Regions from separate parts of the Mus musculus genome. Here regions 2 and 3 are each linked to region 1. Evidence: chromatin contacts called from public HiCAR-type and promoter capture Hi-C data. All regions are on one chromosome and are shown on one strand. The core of a region is the stretch at or near the end of the contact, and the rest is flanking DNA. Distances in the headings are between cores, read along the strand shown.

Region 1 (3,278 bases), core at 413-2,912:
TTATGAACAATTTGTTAAGAACCACAAATGTAGTATATGACAATACCTCGTGGTAATGCTCCCGTCTCTCCCTTCACCTTTTTCTTTTTAAAGATTGTTTTCCTTTAGCAAGTCCAAAAGATGGTTTGAGACCCCTTTGGGTGCCACAGTTCTATGCTTTCTTAAAAATGAAGTCAAATAGTTTATTCTAGGGAAACCAGCTGTCTTAAGTTACTCCTAGTCAGTGGTGGCTACAGAAAAAGTGTTTAGGAGGGGTTAGGAATTGTTAGGGTGTATCCACCTGAATTTGGACAGTACTTTCCATTGGTCTGAGAAAATAGTTTCTAGAGGAAGAGGGGGAAGTGGGAGGAGGGAGGACTCAGGTTCCATCCAAGCTGTGGCTGAACTCTGGCGGTGATGATTACTGGCTTGATTCAGTTCATTCTTTCAACTAATGTTTACAGAGTCCCCATATGTGCTTCAAATACAGAGATAAAACCGCTCTGTCCCCACAACGGCTCTGGGAGGCATCGAGGAATTGCTGGGCGATTCCTAAGTCCTTTGAATACTCAACAGCCACACCCAGGTTAATCAAATGTTTCGGTGCCTAAGTGGTGATAGTTACAGGGACCCTTCAGTTTCATTTCATCCTCTTATTCTAAAAAGCAAGGAATTCAAGTACTACTGGCATGCTTTAGAACATGGGCCTTCCCTATGATCGTCAGCAATATTGGAGTCTACTAAGATCCCTGCCCACCACCCTGAATAGCTCGGTGTTCACTGCCACTTCAAACTCCTTTCTGGACAGTCTAGCTGTCACAGCTCTGCCAAGACAGAGAATCTTTTCTGTCTGGCCTTCGAAACCCAGTCTGTATCTCTCCCGTGTAACCATCCCCAGTTACAAAATGATCAAACCTGGACCAGCTATTTTTATTTAGTCCTCTAAAAATAGCTATCACTCAGTACTGGCTGGAAACCAGACCCCACCCTATCCCTCAACTACCTCCAGTGTGCACACCAGGATGCTTTTGCCCTGACATTGGCTTCCCAGTCTTTGACATTTGGAGGCGCAGCTGGACTCACCCAGACTGTGTGGTGTTTTCATCTTTTAGGAAGCTGTAAAGGTGCACTCACCGTGGGAATCTCAACCTAGAACACACGTGCCCCAAGACTGCTAGGTTGCAGGGAAAACCCCTGAGGGTCCAAAATGCGAAGATGGCCAGTCAGCTCTGCTTCAGGCTCTGTGTTCAGCAGCAGTGGGCATGACGAGAGGTGGAGAAGTAGCAGTTAGGACTTGGGTGTGAGCACCCTGTCCCCAACTAGCCTCTCCTGTGGTACCCTCAACAGTGTCTGAATGGAGACCTAACCTCCTGTTTCCACCCGCCCTCGGTGTGACCACTTTTGATCCCGCCTCAGACAAAGCCAATGCAACTCCTGCAGGATGAATAAGGGGATCAGGTTGCTCTCTCGCCTTCCCCCACCCCCTCACCGCGGCTCCCCTTCCCCACGTGACTCTCTGGAATCTTTGCCAAAGCTCGTAGTCTCTGAGTCCATTTTCACACCCAGCAAAGGAGAGAGGAAGGAGGCGAGAGAGGCTGAGGAAGGCGGAGCGTGCGTGCTTTAAATGCGAGGATCCACTCGGGGACTTATCCTGTGCGTTTCCAGGCCCCTCATCTGGGGAGCATTGAGTTCGGAGGGGTCTTTTCCAGCCTCTCTCTTTCCTCCTTGCATCTACAATTATGGCTCCACCTCCACTTGGGTAATCGCACCTCCGCCCTGCAGCGCAGCTCGGGGTGCACGGTGCGGGGAGGTGGGCGTCGGTGTGGAGCAAGCCGCGCCCCTCTGCCCTCCTCCTCTCGGCGAGGGGCGGGCGCGAGAAAGTGGCAGCAGCGCCCCCCGCGCCGCCTTCCGCGCGGAGCTCTGGAAGCGCCTGCAGCAGCCGGGCGGCGTGGTGCGGTGCGGCTGCAGCGCCCCCGAGTCCCGGAGCTCCTGCAGGGCCGCACAAAGTTTGCAACCAGCGGCCCTGCACCGCCCAGCTCCCCGAGCGCTGCTGTAGCCCGGCCCGGCGTGTTCGCGGGGACCCGCCTCGGCCGATGCTACACGGACAGACGGGGGCGTGCCGAGAGAACTTTGAAAAGCTGCCGAGGAGGAACCTGCTCCTGCAGCTCGCCAGTTGGGGACCTCCGGAGGAACTGGTCTAGCCCGAGGCAATGCTGCGGAATCCCAGCAGCCGCTGACCTGCAACTTTCCTGCTAGTCTTGGCGGCGATCTGAGCTTTGCCTCCTCCTCGCAGCCTCGGCTCACGTTGGTGGCCGCTCTGCTGGAGAACCCAGTGAGCCTCGGGGCTGACTGAGTGTTACTGTCGGCCGCATCCTTCTGCGGTCCACCCGGCCAACCTCGGCTCCCGGCCCAGCAGCCAGCGCTTCCCCAGTGTCTGTGCGTCCCGGTTCCCGGCGCCGGCGCCACAGCCTGAGGTTTGGCAGAGAGCAGGTTCTTGGATGCTGAAGGCTGGGATCTTCCTGCGAGAGTGCCGCGGCGGCGATGGGTGTCCTCAAAGCGTGGCTCGGGGTGGCCCTAGCGCTGGCGGAATTTGCAGTATTGCCTAATTGTGAAGGTAAAAAAGAGCGGAACCCCGTGTGAGTTCGACTGTGCAGTTTAAGACACTCAGCCGGGTTTAGTGCTGTGGGTTGTTGGGTGGAAGTTTTGATTTGAGGCGATAGGTGGACACGGAGTGGATTTCCTTTTCAGCTGAAATCCCCACTCCTGGTTTCTCTTGCGGTCAAACCTCAGCCCGGCCACGGCCTCCTCTTTGCTTTTTGCGGGTGGGTGGCCTTTTGAGGTGATATTTCTGAACCCGGATGAATCTTCCTTCCACTTCTACCCTACTCCTCAAGGAAAAGCAACTACTCGGAACCTAGGTGAGAAGCGAGCAGTTGCTCTCACTTTTGTGGAATAAAATCCTCACCCAAGCTCCACTGTTCTATTTTGCTTTCCTCGCCCCAGTAACTCGCCCCCCCTCCCCTTAAAGACCACTTAAGATTTTATAAGTAGTATTCTGGATGTTGAGATTTCAGTTGTAATGAAATAAATTTTACTCGGGAGCGAGAGCACGAGGCTGCCTGCTTCTCAAGGAACAAAAAGTGGTCAAAGAGCATGTATGCACTTCTCTTCTCCCTAGGTTTTCATTGCGCGCGCGCGCGGGGGGGGGGGGGGTGTTCCAGTCCACTTCTTCAAGAGCTTGGGGAGAGAAAGGAGACTTGAGTGTTGTCATCAGGATAGCTTTCGTAATCTCAGCTCAG
Region 2 (3,542 bases), core at 602-3,101, 150 kb after region 1:
TTGTGGATCAGGCTTATGCTAGAATGGACGTGGAGGAAACGCCATTCAAGGACCAGAAGGACGGTGGATAGAAGCCTGGTTTCACTTGCTTGAGGATTTAGACTAAGGGCTTATTATTTGGATATTTTATCTTATTCCGAATTTTAAAGATAACCCTATTTTTTTCATACTTAGCGCTTCAGAAGCAATTATGACAGAACTTAATAATAGAATACTGTTCAAACTCTAGAGCGTTAAGAAATTCATGTCCCCTTATATTGGGCACTAGAAATGCCAGCTGAGAGTGCTAAGGGCTACCTTTCCCCATGTCATTAAAAACAACAACAAACCAAAACCAAGCCAAAACAAATGGGATCAAGTGATTATGGTTGTGGCATGTGAGTTAGGTCATAGCTATTGCTGGTACCTGCTACCAGTGGGCAAGCCACACTGCCAAGAACAGTAGCTTGCTTCATTCTTACTATGAACCCAGTATGTCCTATCTTTAATATATAGTCTGGAAAAAACTTGACCCAGAAAAACATGTAAACGTGTCCAAAATCCTCACGCTGGGAAGCTGTTGAATGGGGCTTTTGAACCTGACGTTCCCTATTCCACCATGTCAGCTCTGCTGCTCAAGCCAGAGCAGATCCAGCCTGCATGCAATGCAGGTGTGCACCAAGCCGTGTGTGTGGACAGGGTGGTGTCCCGAGAAAATAAGCTTAGGATATCTAGAATGAAGTGCATATATTATTAGCTAAAATGCAGGGGACTAACTTCTTTCAGGGAATGTGACTCAGCTCTCTGGACTTCAGTTTCTCCATCTGCAAAATGAAGATTATGATAAATAATAATAACTAAGAAAAAACATGTTAAGTGGTGTTGAGAATGAGTAAAATATCTGAGAGTACTGAGGGGGTTCCTTCTTTCTCCATGTTTCCTCTTTGCCATGCAAGCATCCTTTCCGCAGCCTATTCCTTTATTTGAAAATTTGGGGTCCTATGCCTTGGCCACAAATTGTGACAAGGTGAAGTAGGAGAGTGTGGGATCTGGGACTAGTGGCTCCAGTTGTTAGCTTGTTCTCTGTCCTTCTTGTTTGATCCCTGCCTCCACCCTTGGTACCATGCAGTTTCAAGCCATCCATGTAAGAACACGATGTTAAGTGGCCATGTTCTTCAGGGTCTCTTGAAAGACTGTATTTTCAGTTGCACACAGAAATTAGCATTTCCTCTGTGTTTTTTGCTGTTGTTTCTGCATGCTGGCTTAGTCTTACAATGACTGGCTTTGACTTTGTCAATCTAGGACAGCTGGGCAATAGGCCCTTCATCCCAGGATGCTGAAATAGGAGAGCTTAAGCTCATAGTGTGTAAAACAAGATGCTTTGTAAACAGGAATGATTTAGAGCAAACCTTGGAAGTAGGTTTAAAACAGGGAGTGGCTTACCAATTTCTGTTTTCTGTAGTATTAACTTGTATTTATCCCTCTGGAATGGAGGATCTAATATCTTTTCTTGACAATAACTGCCTTATTCTCCTTTCTCTTTGGGGCTGAGTGAGGAGCTTTCCATGAACTTTAAAATGAAACCAAATGAAAAAGGCATTGTTTATCTAAGCTGTCTGTGGAAGGGCACTTGGGAGAGGAATTGAACTCTAAAATAACCTTATGAAAGTTATTGATTCGTTTCTTTATGGTACTTTGACAAACAAGGACCATTATTTCTATGCCTGAACTGGAGCTAGGTCAAAGAACCCCCGTTTTATGGATTATCTTTCCTGAAAACCAGACTTGCCAAGAAAATGAACTTCTGGAAATGAAGACGTGAACCCTAGTTGAATGCTGCCCGTCTTTAGCAGCTTTGAAGGGCATGCAGTGAGTACAGTTAATTTTTAAACTCACTGAATGCAGCAAGGTTTGTAGATAGCTTAGGAGATTTACATGGGTTACCCGCGGCTACGTTTTCGGTATGCGATTTTGTCTAAGCGCCTACTCCTTGTTCAACTGCACAGTCCAGGTTCTACCTGGGCCCAGGGTTGGCAGAAAGAAAAGAATGTGAGCATGCATGATTGTTGAAGAAATAGAATATGCAAACAAAATAAATAAAGAAGCAACAGAAGAAAATCACTGAGCATTCATACCCTGGAACAAATTCCTTTGCTCATTAGTTTTATAATGCCATATTTGTTGCTATGCTTGTAAATATATTTCACTACAAAACAATCACATTCCTAAGTACAGTTTGGGAATTCGAAAGGCTTTTAGAGAGGAATTTTCAAAAGGAATTCATGGCTTTTAGAGAGCTTGATTCCCATTTCTGACTTATTTTGAGTCTAAAAAGCCAAGGGAATTTTAAAAATGAGATGAATTAATCAATAATTAAAATGGGTTATTATAACAGTCATTTGAAAGAAAATTTATGTTGACAGTTGATATACTGATCTTTAGAATGCTTTAAATAATTCGCCTTCCCAAATTTGAGTACCAATGGGGGGGATATATTCATTATTTATTTTTAGCACTAATCAAATGTTCAATAACTACATAGCTAAGTAAATAAATTATGTGTGATCCACGCCCCCCCCACACACACACACAAGTGCCAAGGATCAGTCAAACTTGAAGCTCTGCATGTGCTAAGCAAATGCTCTACCCCTGAGCTGTATTCTTCGTCTAGTAACATTTCTTTTTTTTAAAGTAACATCACTTTAAAATACTTGGAGATAGAGATGCATCAACTACAGGAACGTTTTATTCATCTATTACTACAAACATTGGCACTCTTTGCACACATGTCTTCCACTGGTTTCTAGGTTTGTCATAATAAAGTTGTCTAGTCCGTAATCTAGCCAAAAGCTGAAGAATGCTTCTCTTGCAGAGTGTGCCCGATTTGAAGAAAGGATTATAAAGTGATGTAATTGCAGTAGTAACATGGAAAAAAAAACCTGTAAAAGTTTCTTTACAATGTTATTTCTTTAGATTTTATGGCTTTATCCAAAGTTGGAAGCTGTTGAGGGGTTCCTGCCTCCCTACCTTCATAAAACAATTTTATGGGGCCATAGAAATTGATTCGTAAAGTTTTAGGCCTGAAAAATATATGGTCATCTATCCTGGTCTTGGGAAAGGCTTATTTTATTTAAAATTACCCATAAATTATTTATGTCCATGAGGACATTAATACAAGGAAGTACTTTGACAGGTCCAGTGCTTAGATGAAGAAATATTTTCTTCACACAGGGTTAGATACCAGTGAAGTGACAGCCAGCACCATTGGGACTCAGGAGTGCAGTGTGTTAAATGTTGTTTCTGGAAGCTCTCCCATACCGAGTAGAAGGTCAGAATCATGATGGATAAATTCATGAAGCCAAGCAGTCACTTAGGCTTGCTTACTCCCTCGGCCAGTGTTCAAGAGCGGGGCTGGGTGAAGGATGTGCAAAGAGGAAGACAGTCAATGAGCTCTCCCTCCTGGAAAGTTGAAGTCTGCTGGAAAGATCAGGAAAGGGAGCTAGGCTGGTTTCCTAGCTTCACAGAAGTTTCACCCTTGGATTAATGTAAGTTTTGTGAAAGAA
Region 3 (3,336 bases), core at 413-2,912, 180 kb after region 1:
ATCCCTCTGGGTCTGCTGGCCCACTTTACCACAGTGGTATTAGCTGGGCTCTCTGTGTGTCCTTGAGGACAACGAGGAGAAGCTTCTGGAGGTGAGAGAGCCATGCTCCCTAATCTGTTTTCTGTTGTGCTCCCCACCTTTGCCTCTAAGGATTGAGGTTCTGAAGCCCATGGCCTGTTTCCCCAGATGTTTAATTTTTTCTAGAGTGTCTCCACATACCCCCAATTTTGTGTAAGTTAGTAGATTCTAAGCTGGAATTACTGCCAGTAGTGAAACCAAAACCAAAATAGAATCATTTTTTTTAAAAGATATTTATTTTTTATTTTTTATTTTTTATTTATATGAGTACTTTGTAGCTGTCTTCAGACACACCAGAAGAGGGCATCAGATCCCATTACAGATGCTTGTGAGCCACCATGTGGTTGCTGGGAATTGAACTCAAGACCTCTGGCAGAGCAGTCAGTGCTCTTAATCGCTGAGCCATCTCTCCAGCCCAAAATAGAATCTTAAGGAGGAAGAAAAAAAATACCCTTCGGCCTCTTTTTAGATACCATAATTCTGAAATTAGCTTTGGTTAATGACCTTGTTAAAGCCTGGTTATCCTAATAGCTTCTTAATTTCTACTCTGCTTATATCGCTGGTGATCAAACAATGAAGACGTACGATGACCTTGAGAGTTCCTGGGCTTTGTGGGAAGCCAGATACACGAGCAGAAATGATTCTACTCGGAGGTCCGCAGGAGCACCAAGGATTATGGAATATGAGTTAGATGCCCTCAGATCTCCTGAGGGAAATAACTGTGAGGCAGCTGTGTCTCCACTGCTGGGGCTTCCAGTCAGTTCCACCCTGCTGTCTGAGGCCCTCTTGAAAATATCAAGTCTATTTGACTTCTAATCTTGGAGACCAAGGATGTATTAGGTATTAGTGTCACGGATCTACACAAGGCTATAGAAATCTCAGTTTCTGCAGATGACAGAATCATATTTGCTCTCCATTGCTATTTATTATTGAATCAGCACCAATGTTCTTGAATCAATGCACAGTTTTTGTTTTTGCTTTTTTTTTTTTTGAAGGAGAATATGGCATGATCCTTGTCTTTGATGTATTCAGTAAAAACCCTCGACACTGAAACATAAATTGACCAATGGTAGACTAGCACAATATGATTGATTTCATATTTCCAGGTGTTATAATGTCTTTCAACGTAAAATTCAGATGACAATATCACATTATTGCTTTCTTCTTAAAAGGGCCTACTGTTTACTCCAGAGATGTACTGTGCTGGGAGGAATGGCCTGTAGCACAGCCTACTGAAGAGGGAAGGCATGCATAGCTGGGGAGCCTTCAGAGGAAAACTACCTCAAAAAAAGGCCATCCTGTGCTAATGCGCATTAAATTGACTTCCAGAGTCATTGTTCCCTAGGGGTTAGGTATTCAGCCAAGGAGGTGCAGCACGTTTGATATGGAGAACACACTTCAACGTGAAATGAATGAGTTTGTTTCACAATTTAGTTCTATTCAAAGCCCAAGTCAGAAGCTAGTTGGCATGTTCCCCACAACAATAAGCTGGCGTGTTTGGGGACAGCCAGGCTTCTATAAATAGTAAAGCTGTTTAGACCTTCCTACCTCACACAGGCTGAATCCTTGCTCCCCAGGAACAGGGCTTTTTGTTATTCACTGCCCTGTGTGAAGACTCAGAACAGCCACCTTCTTCTCGCTATGGGCTGTGGGAGGTCTCTAGCAACTCTCTGCTCTGCCTTTTCTTTTTAACAGAAGTATACTCTGTCTTGCTTCAAAATATTGTTTTAAGCAACTTAGATTACACACATATAAACCCTTTTATATGCTTTGAAAGCAAAATTCCAATCTGATCCTCAGTGATGCCTTCCCCACAGCTGATTCGTTGTTTCTGCAAAACAATTTATATGTAAATACGCCCGATCCCTATAGCACCCACTGCTCTCTGCTGGCCTCTGACTGGTGTGAATTTTGATGGAGAACAATCCATATAGATCTCTTCTGTTTGAAATAACTTTTAGGAATTGTGCAGTGTTATAGCCATTCATACAGTTTTGTGTTTGTTTTAGAAATTTATGTTTTTCTTCATTAAAAAGGAAATGTGTATTCTGTTTAGCAGATCTTGAAGACTCTAGAAGAGAGCCTAAAATCCACTCCTAATGGTACAACCCAAAGACAACAAATCCTTTTACAATCTATTTTTCTTTAATATAGTGTTTTAAACATAAGCTATCATCGTTTCATACGAGTATTTAATTTTACAGTGCTGTTTCTATTTAATATGGTTCCTAAACTTTGAAATTCAATATAAAGCCCCCAAGTTGAATATTAAATATTGAAAGAAATATATCACTCTCCAGAAACTAAATGAGTCCTTAGAAAGTAGGCAGTGCTTTGAAGAACACTCTGCAGCCAGCCAGCGAATATTAGATATTATTGTTTATATAAAGAAAATTGCAAGCAGAATTTGTGATTTAGTAGCATATTCTCTGGACTGTGGGGGCTGCAGTGGAATTTAAACTTTCTCATCTACAGAGAATTATTTAGATTTTTTAAAAACATCAAGCATTCATTATTTTTGAAATAAAAATTAAGTTGAGATTATTAAAGTGGGAAGACTGTGAGCAAACATGTGTCTTCAAAATGTGGCATTTCTTTTCTTCCTCCTGTAATTAAAACAAAAGTTAGCTGTGCGTTAGCCTGGTTCTACATCTGTACATAAAAGGATCCCTCTGGTTTGATATTCAAATACTGGCTCGATTTGCATGCTTTTGTTGACACTAAGGCTACACATCCTGACTGTAAGAATCTGAGATAGTGTGAGCCTTTCCTGCCACTTGTCTTGGCTGTACTATGACATTGCCATGACTGCTGTTTCTGGTCACGGGTAGGTAGGTAATTATGGGGTGGAGAGAACAGAGCACATGCACGAGTCCTGAGAATATGGGAGGAAAATGCACTTGGAGAATACACTGGAACTCTCAGGAGACATTCCAGAGGGAGCCAGCTAGAGTGGGTGTCCAGTATGGGTGTGGGTGTGGATGGGCCGTGGGGGTGGGGCACACACAAATAAGCAATGGGCTGAAGCCCAGAGTGTGTGGGGCTTCTCATTCCAGTCAGGAACCCAGCTGCTTCTCAATTTAGCACTGCTACCTGGAGATGTTAATTTGATGTGTACACTGCACCTCTTATCCCTACAGGGTGAAGAATTAGTTCACTTAGAAGGAAAATGCTGCCCAGAATGCATTTCAAGGAATGGTTATTGTATTTATGAACAGAAGGCAGAGACTGTGAGTATCAGGTTAATAACAAAACACT

Evidence for each region. Promoter capture Hi-C pulls out the DNA fragments that hold promoters and counts their contacts. HiCAR-type assays count read pairs that join an accessible place to other places.
Region 2: a promoter capture Hi-C map of liver shows a contact between it and region 1. The contact joins the enhancer-like site here to the promoter of Fras1 in region 1. A contact is called at or near these places in 7 of 39 promoter capture datasets (3T3-L1-derived adipocytes, the C10 cell line, cranial neural crest and 3 more), 7 of 484 Hi-C or Micro-C datasets (the HL-1 cell line, cochlea, liver and 2 more), 2 of 115 datasets of contacts at active chromatin or transcription factors (embryonic stem cells and neural progenitor cells) and 1 of 9 other capture datasets (pancreatic islet).
Region 3: a HiCAR-type map of embryonic stem cells shows a contact between it and region 1, with 4 times the contacts expected there. The contact joins the enhancer-like site here to the promoter of Fras1 in region 1. A contact is called at or near these places in 12 of 39 promoter capture datasets (the 3T3-L1 cell line, 3T3-L1-derived adipocytes, the C10 cell line and 7 more), 3 of 484 Hi-C or Micro-C datasets (embryonic stem cells, liver and stem cell-derived neural progenitor cells), 10 of 115 datasets of contacts at active chromatin or transcription factors (craniofacial prominence, embryonic limb bud, embryonic stem cells and 5 more) and 1 of 9 other capture datasets (pancreatic islet).

Annotation. Positions count from the first base shown.
Region 1 is chr5:96,372,293-96,375,570 of GRCm38.p6, forward strand. It overlaps Fras1 (Fraser extracellular matrix complex subunit 1), which reads left to right and starts at 1,663. Exons shown (of 74, transcript NM_175473.3): 1 at 1,663-2,593. The coding sequence starts at 2,521.
Region 2 is chr5:96,519,865-96,523,406 of GRCm38.p6, forward strand. The region is part of intron 2 of Fras1 (Fraser extracellular matrix complex subunit 1); the gene reads left to right. Among named protein-coding and RNA genes, the nearest start is that of Gm33050, 62 kb to the left of the region's middle. Within about 2 kb of position 1,852, at least 4 of the 459 cell types and tissues checked have an H3K27ac peak or open chromatin away from gene starts, as enhancers often do. A contact at or near this core is called in liver, where this site is marked.
Region 3 is chr5:96,556,664-96,559,999 of GRCm38.p6, forward strand. Fras1 (Fraser extracellular matrix complex subunit 1) reads left to right here. Exons shown (of 74, transcript NM_175473.3): 10 at 3,219-3,308. Among named protein-coding and RNA genes, the nearest start is that of Gm33050, 99 kb to the left of the region's middle. Within about 2 kb of position 1,663, at least 15 of the 459 cell types and tissues checked have an H3K27ac peak or open chromatin away from gene starts, as enhancers often do. A contact at or near this core is called in embryonic stem cells and heart atrium, where this site is marked.